Linked DNA regions of Mus musculus: all the other regions are linked to region 1. Evidence: chromatin contacts called from public promoter capture Hi-C data. All regions are on one chromosome and are shown on one strand. Each heading gives the region's core, a stretch centred on a gene start, on an enhancer-like site or on the middle of the called end of the contact. The rest is flanking DNA. Distances are from core to core; before and after follow the strand shown.

Region 1 (4,731 bases), core at 1,110-3,609:
AGTTCACAAACTAGCTGTAATTTCACTTCCAGGGGGAAATCTGCCGCCCTCTTCTGGTCTGCTCGGATACTGCATGCAAATGATGCACAGACAGACCCATACAAATAAAATAAAAGATCTTGAAAAATAGGGCAGAAAGCAATAGAAGACACCAGAAATCTACCCTGGCTCTGTGCACTGTATATATGCATGTGTGCAAACGTACATGTATATGTATCGTCATGGGCACACACATACACAAGCATATGTACACACGTACATGAACACACACAAACAGAAAGAAGGGGGAGAGGGAGGAAGCTGGGGTATTGGACAAAGCCTGTGGTCCAGCTTCCTTACTGCTATCAAGTTGGACACAGCCTCCTTCCATTGTTAGTTTCTTTTCTGTTCCTTAAAGTCAAACCACACACTTTATCTCCGAGTACTAGCTTAGGCACAGATGAAAACATGACTCTAGAGATTGTAGAGATTTCCTGTACAAGCATGAGGATTTGAGTTCTAATCCCTGGCACCCACATAAAAGCCTAGTGGCGGCACTGGAGGGGGAAGAGGCAAGGGGATGCCAGGGAGCTGGCAATCTAGCTGAAACAGTGAGCTCCAAGTTCAATAAGAGACTTAGGAGGAGGAGGAGGGAGAGGAGGGGAAGGAGGAGGAAGAGGAGGAGGAGAAGGGTAGAAATTGATAGGGAAATATACAAAGCCAACCTCTGTCCTCCACAGGATCACAGAGAGACACGCACATGCATATATGCACACTACTCTATAGGAATTTACCTGGTAAGGGGAAACACACTGTGTAGTTTCTCTCTCATCTGAAAAGGAAACTTGAGGTGCGAAAGGGCAAGCAGTCCCATCTCTGAATATATGCTGCCCAATGACCTGACACCAACTTCTCCTACAGCTCGGGCCGGGGACCTAAGTGTGTTTCATGCCGAAAGTCAGAGGCAGGAACACAAAGTTCCCTTCAAATTTTCCAGGTTGTTGTAAAGAAATAATTTTCCTGAGGGGGTCTCTTGTCTTTTGAAACTTTTAAATTTTTTTTCTTTTTTCTTTTTTATTTATTTATTTATTATATGTAAGTACACTATAGCTGTCTTCAGACACTCCAGAAGAGGGAGTCAGATCTTGTTACGGATGGTTGTGAGCCACCATGTGGTTGCTGGGATTTGAACTCTGGACCTTCGGAAAAGCAGTCGGGTGCTCTTACCCACTGAGCCATCTCACCAGCCCTAAATTTTTTTTTTCAATGCATGCGAAAGAATGTATGTAATACATTGCCACTCTGGAACAAGAGCAATAAAATTAACCACCCGCGATTAATATAATGGTGCTTAAAAGTATGAAAGCCGGGGCTGGGGAGATGGCTCGGAGTTTAAAGCACTGACTGCTCTCAGAGGAGCCCCGACTTTGGTTTCCAGCATCCATTTTGGGCAACTGAACTTCCATAACTCTAGCTCCAGGGCACTTCCTTCTGGCTTCCACAACCACCTGCACTTTTGTATACGTGTGTGTATGTGTGTGTGTGTGTGTGTGTCCACACGCGCGCGTAGGTTTTGATTTTTTTTTTTTTTTTTTTTTTTGTTTTTAATATGAAAAAACTCAGAGAATGACCGAAATGTCAAAAGAACACACACACTGGTTTGGAGAAGCTTCTCCGCCGCCAAGAACAATCTCAGCATCAAAATAAATAATGACAGGGCTGCAAAGTGACTCATCAGGTAACGGCCGGAACCACCAAGCCTGAAATGGTGGTGGGAGAAGAAAACTGAGTCCTATGGCTTGTCCTCTGATCTTCACATATGTATCATGGCGGACACACATACACGCAGATAGATGATGATTGATTGATAGATATAACCTTTTAAATTGAAAAAAAAGTTGGGAGTCGAGAGTGGTGACACATGCCTTCAATGGTATTAAAGTTGGGGGGGCAAAGGCAGGTGGATATCTTTGAGTTTGAGGCCAGCAGGTCTACATGCGAGTTGGACTGGGGATATGGTGTCAATGACAGAGCGCTTTCCTAGGATTGATGACCACCTGAGTTCAATCTCCAGCATCCACCGCGGAAATAAAAGAAAACCAAAATCACAGTACTGTTTTCCAGGCAAGTTTAGCAGCTCCCTTAATCTATGGAGCGTTCAGGAAGACCGGGAGAAATAAAGCAGGTTGGAGCCTGGCTCTTGTACCCCTTCCAGAACGCTCAGGTTGCAGTTAGCAGGACCAGCTTTGCCTTTTCTCTTTTGGTCCTCCTCAGCTTCCATCGTAGGCCACTTTTCCAGGCTCCCGGAACTGTCAGGGTTTCCTGGGCTACTGCGCAGCTGTTCCCGGTCGCCGTGGAAACTGACCAGCCAATCAGAGCATGCGGCCCAGACTGGCGGACGCGGCGGGGAGCTTAGCGCGCTTTGGTGGTGGGCTTCCGCGGGTTCGTGTTAACGGACAGCGATGCTGAAGGCTAAGATCCTCTTCGTGGGCCCCTGCGAGGTAACTCAGGGCTCGGGGGCTCCCTAGAACTGGGGTTGTTCTCAGGAGGTGCAACTTTGTACCAGCAACCCCACTGAGGGCGGCAGCTGGCGCTACCGTGACCAGGCCTTCATCCAGTTCACCCCTCCCAAGTAGTGGAGGAGAATATTGAGGTACCCAGGTCTCAAGGGCAGCGGAAATAAGGGGCGCCTCATGACTTCCCCTCCGAACCTTCCGTGCAAAAGGAATGTGTCCATGAGATTAGAAAACTAGATATTTTCAATATAGGGACTTGGAGCAAGTGGTTATTAATATGAGGAAGTCACTCTATATGTGATTCACCGAATTAAAGTTCAGATGGACCGAAACTAAACATGCAAATAAGTTAACTGTAGAAGGAAGCTGGGTGCAGTGTCCCATGCCTGTAATAATACCAGGACTCAGCAGGCAGTGGAGGAGTGATCACAAGTTTAAGGCCAGCCTGGGCTATGTATTGAGTTCTGGGACAGCCTGAGCTACAATGTGACATGTCTCCGATAACAAAATTAGATAGATAGATAGATAGATAGATAGATAGATAGATAGTAGAATTCGGGAATTACCTACATGGTTAAAGTTCAAATCCTTGGGTCCCAGCTCAGAAGGTTAGCTTAATAATGTGATCTTCATCTGAGGTTATTGGCTGATGGACCAAACATGAGAACCAATGTACATTCATAGGTGACTATATGGTGAAGATATGTTTTTAATCCTAAGTTAGGAGGCTGGGGTAGAGCTGGGTGATAGGATGTTTGCCTAGCATACAGGAATCCCGGGGTTCAATCCTCTTCATATAAAACATTCATGGTGGTACATGCCTCAGTTTCAGGGTTTGGAAGGTAGAGAGGCACGATGATTGACAGTTCAAGGCCACAGCCCGGGCTACAATAGCAAGTCTGAAGCCGGCCTGGGATACGTGAAACCTGTCAGAGAAAGAAGTTGCTAAGTATGCACAGAAGCAAAGGAGGATTGAGCCATGTGTGGCGCAGGCCTGACACCTCAGCATACAAGACACTCAGGGTTGCCACAAGTTTGAGACCAGTCTGGACCATATAGGAGTGTTGAGTCTAGCCTGGGGCAGAGAGGAGGAGAAGGCTTAAAAGAAAGGAGGGGCTGGAAAGACAGCTTGGTGACTAAGAACACATACTGCTCTCGCAGAGAGAGCTGAGTTCGGTTTCCAGAACCCACGCCAGCTGGCTCACAATTGCCTTTAGGTTCCAGTGCCAGGAGACCTGACACCTCTGGCCTCTGTGGGTACAGGCACTCAATATGCACAGACCCTCACACGGCCTGGACATAATGGTGCGTGCGTTTAATTCCAGCACCAAGAGGCAGAAACAGGTAAATCTGAGTTGAGGGTCAGCCTAATCAATGGGCCAGCCAGGGCTACATAGTGAAACCCTGTATATAATAGTAAATAAATAAATAAATAAATAAATATATATAATAAATATATAAAATAAAATGGAGAGCATGGTTGTGGTTTGGAGAAAGTTTGCAGACTGTTACAGATCTGCGGTTGGTGATATACACAACGCTTCATCATTTTCAAGCCTGAGGCAGGAAGCTTGGTTCCCAGCCTGAGCTACATAATAAGTCCTTACCTTAAAGCAAGCAGCTTGGAGAAGAGAGTATAATTGCAGAGAGCGCTGTGTCTTTGGTTACTTGGTGGTCTGGGCTTTTTCTGAAGCAGGATCTCATGGAGCTTCGAATGACCTTGACCTCCTGATCGTCCTGCCTCTTCTCAGCCTCTCCACCCCTTCCTCTCCTCTTCTGTCCCTTTTATCCCTCACCTCATCCCCTTCTCCCATCCTGTCGAGTTTTACCAGGGCCCACTCAGGTTTAAGAGATTGACTTCTGAGGAGAGAGGAGCTTTGTTGTATATTCAGGCATATACAGGATGGTGCAAATACACAGAGAAGATCATAGCTCTGAGGAGGGAATCGGTGGATGGGGGGATGGATGGGTGAGCGGGTGTTGGAGAAGATGGGTAAAAGGATGGATGGATGATGGGTGGGTGATGGTTAGATACGGTGGGTGGGTGGGTGGATGGGCATGAGTGGGTAGAGGGGGTAAGTGAGTGGTGGCATTGATGGACGGGTGGGTAGGTGTTTGAATTGGGCAGATGGCTGGGTAGATGGATGGGATTAGTGGGTGATTGGATGAATGGATGGGGGGACAGAGGGGGAGTGAGTGGGTGGTTGAATGGAAAGATGGATGGATGGGTAGAAAC
Region 2 (4,731 bases), core at 1,607-4,106, 1.7 Mb after region 1:
CACACACACAAAGCTTGCTATGTACAGTGTCTGCCTCCATAATTTATAGCGAATAAGCTAGGTCACATGGTTTGCTCAAAAGAATGAGGATCTGGGTTCTATTTCAGGCTTACCTAGAGCCTTTTTTCTGGTACAGCTGTGACGGTCTGGACTTTCCAAAATGTACTAGAAAAGGATTCAAGGCAAAAATTATATACTGTCTTAAGTGTGTGACCTTTTGTGATGAAAATAATTAAGTTTTTTTTTTCCTTTGAGTGATACTGGTGTATATGGGGTTTTTCTTTTAAATTCTTTTAAATATATTTACATCATTTCTTTCTTTCCTTTCCTCTCTCCAACTCTTACCATGTCTTCTTCCTCCAAACCCTTTCATATCCCCTCCCTCTCTCCATCTCAAATTCATGGTCTTTTCTATATTAACCTGATGAGTTATTTTTACCATTTCCTCTATGTTTATAATTTCGGGGCCGGTCACTTGATTTTGAACAACAAAGGTGCACACCATGACCAAGACAATTCTTATAAAAGAAAGCATTTAACTGGGAGGGGGGATAGGAGGGGCTGCTGACAGTTTCAGAGGTTAGTCTGTTATTATTGTTATCACAGTTGTGGGGAGCATGGTGAAGTACCTGGTGCTGAAGTGGTAGCTGAGAGCTACATCCTGATCCACACGTGGAAAGGAGGAGAAAGAGCCTGGACTTGGTATCTCTTCACAGAAATAAAACAGACTTCTGTTTGAATGACTTAGCAAACTCACAAAGCTCCTTTGTAGTGTAGCATACTTCCTCGAGGACTATACTTTCTACCTCCCCTCTAGGGGCCTGCTTTGCCTTGAGTCTGCTTATAGGTCTAGAGGCAACTATTGGTGAGCCTTGAGTATTGTCATGACATCAGTATTGTCTTGCCTGGTATTTTCTTTAGAGAAAATCACTGCTGGTTTACCGAACAATGAAGGGCGTGTTATCCAACCTTATGTGACTGTAATACAAATTACATAAGCAAACGGTCATGTGCTATTTCAAGTGTTTTAAAAGCAGACTCGGGCAGCAAGAAGGCCCTCCTCCCTGTTCTCCTCCCCAAACTCCCTGTCCTGAGTCAGGCTGACTTGCCAGCTCTGTAACAAGGAGAGCAAAAAAGACAAAACAAAGCAAAACAAAACACAAGCATGCTAGACTATTGAGCACAGTGCATCAATAGCAACCGCTAAAAGATAAACCACTTTCAACAAACATTACTATTGTTCATACTGTGGTAAAAATCCCTGCATTAGGAAGGAGAAGCCAGGAAAAGATTCATGGTGGAAAAGATTATAATCAGGAACCCCAGGTGACTGCCTTGATGGCCCCTGATCAACTCCTGCTGCATGACTGTAAACACTACCAATTTCTCATTTTGTCACTTTGGTGCCTCTGTGTGTGTGTGTGTGTGTGTGTGTGTGTGTGTGTGTACATATATGTGTTTGTGTAAGTGTATGCAGACATGTACATGAAGGTGCCCCGAAGGCCAGAAGAGAGCATACGATCCCTTGGAACTGAAGTTACAGATGGTTTTGAGTCACCTGATATGAGTGCTGGATTTGAACTCTGGTCCTCAGGACAGAACTTTAAACGTTCTTAAGCCATTTCTCCAGCCTGTTAGCTCTCTTAGTCAGGTTCCTCCAGCTGTCCTTACTGAGTATTGTAAACTCTGCTGGTTCTGTCAATCAACGACATGCAATTTATCCTTTTACTTTTTTTCCTTGCTATATACTCAGTAAACACATTTATTCAAAACCCCAGATCATTCCCTGGACTACAGAGAAAAGCAGGTTACGAGGACTTGATACTGCTTACAAGTCACTTGACTAACAAAAGGTGCCGAATAGACACTGATCTCCATCTCCTCTTATTAGATGTTGCTGAGCTTACAAAAATATGTATAGAGCAGTCCCTTCTACTTCCTGAGACCAGGAAAGTCATAGCTCTCAAAAGGATTTTGTAGCTGTTCTGAGTGGAGGCAAGCTAGAATCTAAATACGTTTGAAGATCTTGTCCCAATAGCACATAAAAGTCATCAAGTTTTCACTGGTCAGATTATAAAGATATTTTAGGTGCAATGGGTCATTGCAATCAACATCACGTGTATTCATTTATTTCAAGTCAGGGTTTAGATATGCGTCCCAAGGTGCCATAAAACTCATCCTGTAGCCAAGCTGAACTTGAGATTGCGATTTCCCTGACTCTGTCTTTCAAGTGCTAAGGAGTACATACAGGCACGCGCCACCAAGGTTGACTTTGCCTGCAATTTTTAATCTGAATATAAGAAAACTTTTACAAGTCTCTTTCCATTTTGAAGGCAAAGCTAATGAGAGCAGATTTCAGAAATTTTGAGATGATTTTGAAAACGGACATCTTCCCATTTGTTTATTCGACTAAACACATGTACACATACTTAACTCATAATCACATATGACTTTATGTATAGAATTAAAAGCAAATGTGAGCTGTGGTCCAGAGAGGACTTTAGCAGGCTAAAAGCAACGCGTATGGACCTGAAGGCATAAGGTTTTAACAGAGGCTGAAGTCTTTGTGCATATACGCGACAGGACTCGTGGCTACCCCATAGCTGGAGAAGACCGAGGGTCAGGCCTCCTATAGAAGTCCAAACTTGGAGACGTGACAGGAGCCAGAGTCCCCAACAGCTGCAGCTAAGAACCTGTTAACCTGAGCTCCTTCAGCTGTGAGCTGGAGCCAACTACTGTCTTTCAGAGGACAGAGAACCTGAAGCTCTGTCCAATCAGAGGCCCTAGCCTCAAGACGTGCCCAATCAGACACACAAACGGAGGGTAGGGGCGGGCTTTGGCTGTCAACCAGCCTTTGTCTGGGACCCTCCATATTGGAATCACTGTATGCTGCTAGGGAAGCTGTTGCTCAGCTTCGGTGGCGCGGTGACGCTGTAAGTGCTGGGCGATGGTGAGAAGACGCCAGCGGCTCCCAGAAGTGGACATGGTGAGTGTACGTGTGGCGCCCGGAGGTGACAGTGCGGGAAGCGCTGTGGCAGAGCAGGGTCTGCGGTGAGGCCTCCTGGGCAGCTGATCTGGATCCCCTGGGCTGCGGGGTTGCTGGAGCCTGGGCGTCCTGTCCTTCTACCTGAGGGTTCTGGCGCCTTTTCTGAGCAGCTCTGCTCTGGCTGCCTGTTTGCTCCGGATCATGCGTGGCGAGGACTTGGTGGATCATCAGGGGAGAGTCTCTGAATGTGACGGTCATTCACTAAAGGAACTATGTTTTCTAGAATCCCCAGTCCCTTCGTTCTCTCCGTGGCCCACCTAGCCCGAACTTCACAAATGAATGGGAAACAGGGTCGCAAACCCAGAACCTAAGCCAGCTCCACTGCAGTCTACTACCTGTTCTTCCACATCCTCGCCCACACTCCCAACACGAAAATTTCCCCTTTCACCCATTTTGTATGGTCCTGGGCTTACTACAGGTACTCTGCAGAGCAGCTGCACTTTTGAAAGCCTCCCATTTATTCCAAATGATATATTTTCCTTATGGTAATCTCAAACCAATATTTTTTTCAAAAAAAAAAAGTTTTGTTTTCCTCCAGGTACGAGAAAAATTGATTTTTAAGTGTGTTTGTGTGTGTCTGTGTGTGTCTGTGTGTGTCTGAGTGCACCAAATGAGGGCAGTGCCAGAAAATGGCGTGTGATTGATTCCCCTGAAGTGAAGTTACAGCAGGCTGTGAGTTTCCCCATGTGGATGCTGGGAACCAAGCCCCGGGTCCCCTGGAAGAGCAGCAATTGCTCTTAACTGCTGAGCTGTCTCTCTAGTCCTGAGGATGTTTGTGTGTGAAGAGAGTAAAGTAGAGAAGAAACCCCTGAGTCCTTGTTTTAAAAAGACTGTGTCTTCTGTCCTACCCCCCCCCCCCCACTCTAGGCTAGGACAATTTATGAGAATACCTTTGTCTACTTCCCCCATAGGAACTGTGAGATGTCCTCATCCCCACCTCCATGTCTTTTCCAGGTAGTAGGTTTCTGAAGTGCCTGAACCGAAATGCTTATAATCGTCCCGTCTCGGGTCTCTTGGAGTATTTAGCAATACTGAGTAGACCTGAAATGTGGGGTGAACTGTGGAAGAGTGTGATGGAAGTGCCAAGGCCCTATAAGGCTGCCAAGAGGTCCAGTGCTGCTCGTTGTGTGTGTGTGTGTTTTCTACTACATAGTAATTAATTTCTAATTAACTAGTAATTCTATTTTTATCTGTTATACTGATATGTCTGTGTTGCTCTTAACAATACCATCCTTTGATCCATGTACATCCATCGATAGATGACTTTTGTAGCATTGGAACCCTTGGATATTTTATCACAGTATTTGAATTACAAACTGCATGCTAGTGTCGTGTAATGATAGCTGATCTTACTGATCTTATTCTAGGGCACTGGGTCCTCTCCTCATCTAAGAGGATTTTTGAGGTGTGGGGGTGCAGTCTCTCAGGGGAGCACCCAGATGCCCTGCTGCCAGAAGGAAAGTCCTGGTATACTGTCATCTAAAAGAAACTCTGTTGTTCCATTGTTTTGATAATATTTATTCTGTGCTGAAGCTACAGGAGGTCTGTTGTTTGGAATAACCAGTCCCTGGTGGGATTCAAGTGGCTACTGGGGGAGCATTCAAAGCCTTTTCAGGGTTCACACTGGTCTGTGACCTTTCATTTCTTCATTAATGCTGGGAGTTGAGCACCAACCAAGTGCTTTT
Region 3 (4,731 bases), core at 1,066-3,565, 1.2 Mb after region 1:
GGCATGTGGATCTCTGTAAGTTCAAGGCCAGACCTGGTATACAGAATGAGTTCCAGGACAGCCAGGGCTGCACAGAAAAAAACAAAAGACCACACCTTAAATAGGGAAGACAGAACTGATGGACACCTGAGGTTGTTCTCTGACCTTTATATAGACACTATGCAATGAACACACCTGCACCCACACATATAGATACACATGCACACAGGGAAGGAGAGGGAGAAGGAGCAGGGGGAAGACAAATAGGAGGAGGAAGAAAAGAATTGTTATTATTATAATTATTATTATTATCATTAAGCTTACACATAAATGTCCGTTTCCTCCTCCTTCCATCTTTGTTCCATCTGGACCTTCAACACACTGGACAGCACCACAAGTGTTCTAGGGCAGGTCTTCTCAGCCAACAGCATGTTATACTGGCTCAATAAAAATCTTAAGCCTTTAATCCCAGTCCTTTGAAGGCAGAGACAGGAAGATCTCTGTGGGTTCGAGGCCAGCCTGGTCTACAAAGTTCCAGGACAGCCAGGGCTTCACAGAAAAACCTTTGTCTGGAAAACCAAACAAACAAAAACCTTAGCCTAAAAGCTGTATGTGAGCTAAACTTTTACTTAGAGGAGTTTGTTTGCTTATTAAAAAACAAAAAACAAAAAACCCCTTACTTCTTATCTGGGAAAAACAAACACTTGCCAGAAGCTGTCTGAAAGAAATTTTGTCACAGCAGACAAAGGTCATGTTGCAGATACCATTTATGTTTGCTAAGATAAACATCTTTTACCAGCCAAAATGTGTTGTTATTTGCAAATGCTTGTATATTTTATTGCTACCTGCCAAGTGTTTGTGTATTATTATCTACCTAGCTAGCTATTTGTTCCTGTAAACGTGCCTAACTAAATTCCCTTTAATGATTAAGGGGATCAGAGTCCACTCTAAGATTGTCACAAAGACATGGATGACAACCCCACTACCTGACCTACAAAAAGCTGTAAGAAACTGCCAAGGGGACTGAACCCTTCAAAGCACAAGCGTGCTTTGTAGTCCATGCATGAATAAAGGTTTCTCCTACTTCTCCAAGTGAATGGCTGGCTCCTTGTTTCCTTTAACAATACTGCAAATAGGGGAAGGTGGAATTGGAGGATGACTTGCCTAAGGCGGTTTTGGGTGTTTGGTTTTGGACCCCAGAAGAGGGGACTGAGATGAATATTTTACATATCAAAACAGACCTGGTCTTCAGGTTCTCCCAGCATCCCTCAGATCCTACCTGGTATACCCTGCCCCCAGCCTTGAACTTTCCATCCCAGGGCTTGGGCTGCCCTTCCCCAGAGACTCTTCCCTTTATAATCCAAACATTTTGCTCTCCTCCTTCTCCTTCTCTTCTTTCTCTGCATGTAAGCCCTTTCTCTTTCTGCCTCCCCTCCCATTGCAACTCTCCTGCCTCAATCCTTGGGGCCAGTGAACTCTACCAAGAGCAGCTTCCCAATAAACCTGCCTTTATTATAATATAATCTAGCCTGAATGGGCTCGTTTCACTGGCGGAGAAATAACCTATCACTGGGAGAAGGGGGGCTGATATTGGGATGTAAAGTGAATTAATTAATAATCAATTAATAAAAAAGGAACAATACTTCAATTGCTTTTTAATTTTGGAGTATTGTTTTATAAAGTTATCTCCCCCATGCTGTATGGTCTCTTCCTTGTGGACTTGCCTTTGATATAGAGCCTTCTATAAGGTGGAGCCTCATTTCTGTATTGCCCACAAGGCAAAGAGATAAAGGCAGTAATTGTTGAGCGTCTGTAATTCCTCTGAAAGATCCTTTTAAAGTGCTATAATAGCATATTCTACAGAACCAGTGTAAGTAGCTTGTTTACTGAAAGATAGTCTTTTATCCTCGGGCCACATATCTGGAAACACCATGCACTCAACTGGCAAACCTCACCAGGGCTGATCTGTGAAACCAGACACCCCTGGCTTGGCTTTGATCTAACTCCATCTACACCCTTGCTTCAGCTTCTCTGCCACAGGCATACAATTACTATTATTGATAACTGCCCAAGATGGAAAAGATGGGGAAGAAAGTAACAAATATAGAGCTGAAAAATACTACATCAGGAAAAAAAAAAAACCTGAACACCCTAAACAGGATCACTTTATCTCTATCTGTCACCTCTGGAATTGAAGACAGGCAATCAGGGCTGGGGGGGGGGGGGTGTTGGGTAGGGAGACTCGGAACAAGAAATTCAGAAACCGAGATGCAAAGTCCTCCCGTGTTCCTAGAGGAGACCCGGAAGCTCAACTCGATCCCGGAAGATGAGGTGCTGACCTACTTCCGGTCTTTGTGACTCATTGTGCCTGTGGCGAGGTATTGGGAGGGCCTATGTCGGTGTGCAGTGCCCTTCGGTCGGGTTGAACCCAGAGCAAGCTGTGCTTGGTCGCCCGGCGTCCCCAGGCCGCTCCGGAGACTCACGGTGAGTCTCATGGCGGACTCTCGGAGGACGGGCGGGCTGCGAGGGTGGACCGTGTGACCACCCGGGGGGACTTGGAAAGGAGCCCTGCGGGGTCCCGGCGGTGCTCGAATCTCTGGGGTCAGTGGGGAGCTCTTTCATGTCATCATCCTTGTATAACATTTCTGAGGACAAGATCACAAATGGACGTGATCCCCGTGTCTGGATTCTTCTCCCCCTCCCCCCCTCCTGTCGCCATTTGCTGTGGTTGCAGGGGAAAGTGTTTTGTGTGGTTTTCGTTTTATTGCTGTCGTTTACTTCTCCGGGCGTCTTGGGTCCTTGAGAATCTTGAGATAAACGACGCGGAAGACCTTGAGCTCTGTACAGGTTTGAGGTTCCGAAAACATTTCCGGATCACTTGCTTTTCTGTCTTTCCATCTCCCAACGCTGAGCGAAAGCGCTGGCGGCTTGACGGTGGTTAAAAGATCTAGTAGAAATTAACAGCCGGCTGTCAGCTTTATGCAATGCTTCAAGACCTCTTGCTGGTTTAAGCCTGTTTAACTGTGCTATCTGGGAGATTAGTGGAGTGTTAGTTCACCTTGCTTGATTGCAATGAGTGAGACGTGAAGGGTATCTGGGAGAAACCACACTGGGCCAGTAGGAGATTGATCAGCTTAATGACCTTAGATGAGATTAGACATTTGCCAACTGTCAGTTTTATTATCCATAAAATTAACTACCTTTGCTCAAAAAGGTTCTTCAAACTTGAAATGAGTGGAGTTGGTAAATGTAATTGTAATTTAAAAAAAAAAAAAGGCAGCTCATTTAGTTTGAAGTTCCCCCTTCCTTCCCCTCCCTACACACACACAGCACACACACACATTGATTATAGAGAGTGGCTGTTCCATGGCCTGGGACCAAAGAAAGCATTTATTGTACAGGGCAGTGCTAGGCGGATTGAAAGCAGTCAATAAATACTTGTTGGAATTATGAAGAATTCATTGTAACCACATCAAGTGAAGTTACTAGAAAAGCTGGCCAAATGTGGGAAAATACCTTTATTATAAGGAAACTGTAGTGAAGAATTATCCAGATGTTTTTTTTCTTTCAGGTTTGTGTCCTCTTTCAATTACCACACAAGATTCTTACTTGTTATTTTATTCAGGATCATCTTTGTTAACTTACAGAAATGCCTGCGGCTGAATGCTATTTTCTTTTGTTGATCCTCTACTTCATGTCTCCATGAAGGAAACAGGAAAAATTTCAAGTGCATTATACTATATTTAGATACAACCAGGCCAGTGTACTAAGTTTTAAATCTTAGCTTTTCATTCTGTGGTGGTGTTGATATTCTTTAGATAGATTAAAAAAAGGGGGGGGCGGGGAGGGGTCTCTCTAGTTCTGGCTGAAAATCTAGCCACTGCCTCTAGAGTGCTGGGACTACAGGCACACAATACTAGACCACTAGGTATCTTTTAAGACTAAGTTTTTCATATTATAAAGCATTTTATGTCTCTGTTGAAGAGGGGAGTAGAGGATCATTTATTTAAACTTGCAAGACTGTGCAATAGAAGGAAGACTGGATTTTGAGAAAACATCCTTTGAAATAAACCATGCTTGCAGCCTGGAGTCTGGAGTCTTTTCTTGTCAGAAGTCATTTGTTTTTTTTTTCTTTGGTGAGATTTGGTTGCTGGGCAGTGATCTTTTCTAAAGGAGATGGTATGTCAGAATGTGTTTCGTTTGAGAGGGAACCCAAAGGTGGTTTTCTGCCTCTCTTCCTCTGTCCCTACTCCACTGCTAATAAGAATACTGGAAACGATTCAGGGATGAGTGACTTATTTACAGGGGACATAATTCATTTGTTCCAGCTCATGCTGCCCTTGTGTTAGTGGATTTCTTCCACTGCTAATCTTTTAAGCAGGCTGAAAATTGTAATGCACAATTATATCTCTTGAATTTAATTTTTCTTCTTTTTTTTTTTCCTATTTTCTGATCTCAAGTAGCCCTGTTGAGCCTCAAATTCACTATGTAGCGAAGACTGACACTACAGTCTAGATACCTCTGCCACCACCTCTAAGGTACCTGGAATACAGACATGCTCCACCACACCTGGCTTCTTTGTGTTTACTATCTTGCTGTACTGAGGTTGAACCTAGGGCCTTATATATGCTAGGCAAGTACACTGCAACTGAGCTATGCCACCCAACCCTTAAGTTCATTTTTAAAAAATAAGCCTTCCCCAGTGTCTACCAAGTGCCAGAAACTTTTTTTCAGAATTTCATAAGCTAATTT

Evidence for each region. Promoter capture Hi-C pulls out the DNA fragments that hold promoters and counts their contacts. Capture Hi-C pulls out chosen DNA fragments and counts their contacts.
Region 2: a contact with region 1 is called in a promoter capture Hi-C map of liver, with 2.4 times the contacts expected there. The contact joins the promoter of A430033K04Rik here to the promoter of Ift22 in region 1. A contact is called at or near these places in 2 of 39 promoter capture datasets (both in liver).
Region 3: a contact with region 1 is called in a promoter capture Hi-C map of adipose tissue, with 2.3 times the contacts expected there. The contact joins the promoter of Zkscan1 here to the promoter of Ift22 in region 1. A contact is called at or near these places in 2 of 9 other capture datasets (adipose tissue and liver).

Annotation. Positions count from the first base shown.
Region 1 is chr5:136,905,791-136,910,521 of GRCm38.p6, forward strand. Ift22 (intraflagellar transport 22) reads left to right here and starts at 2,360. Exons shown (of 5, transcript NM_026073.3): 1 at 2,360-2,480. The coding sequence starts at 2,442.
Region 2 is chr5:138,620,003-138,624,733 of GRCm38.p6, forward strand. A430033K04Rik (RIKEN cDNA A430033K04 gene) reads left to right here and starts at 2,857. Exons shown (of 4, transcript NM_183025.2): 1 at 2,857-2,986. The coding sequence starts at 2,948.
Region 3 is chr5:138,082,769-138,087,499 of GRCm38.p6, forward strand. Zkscan1 (zinc finger with KRAB and SCAN domains 1) reads left to right here and starts at 2,316. Exons shown (of 6, transcript NM_133906.4): 1 at 2,316-2,463.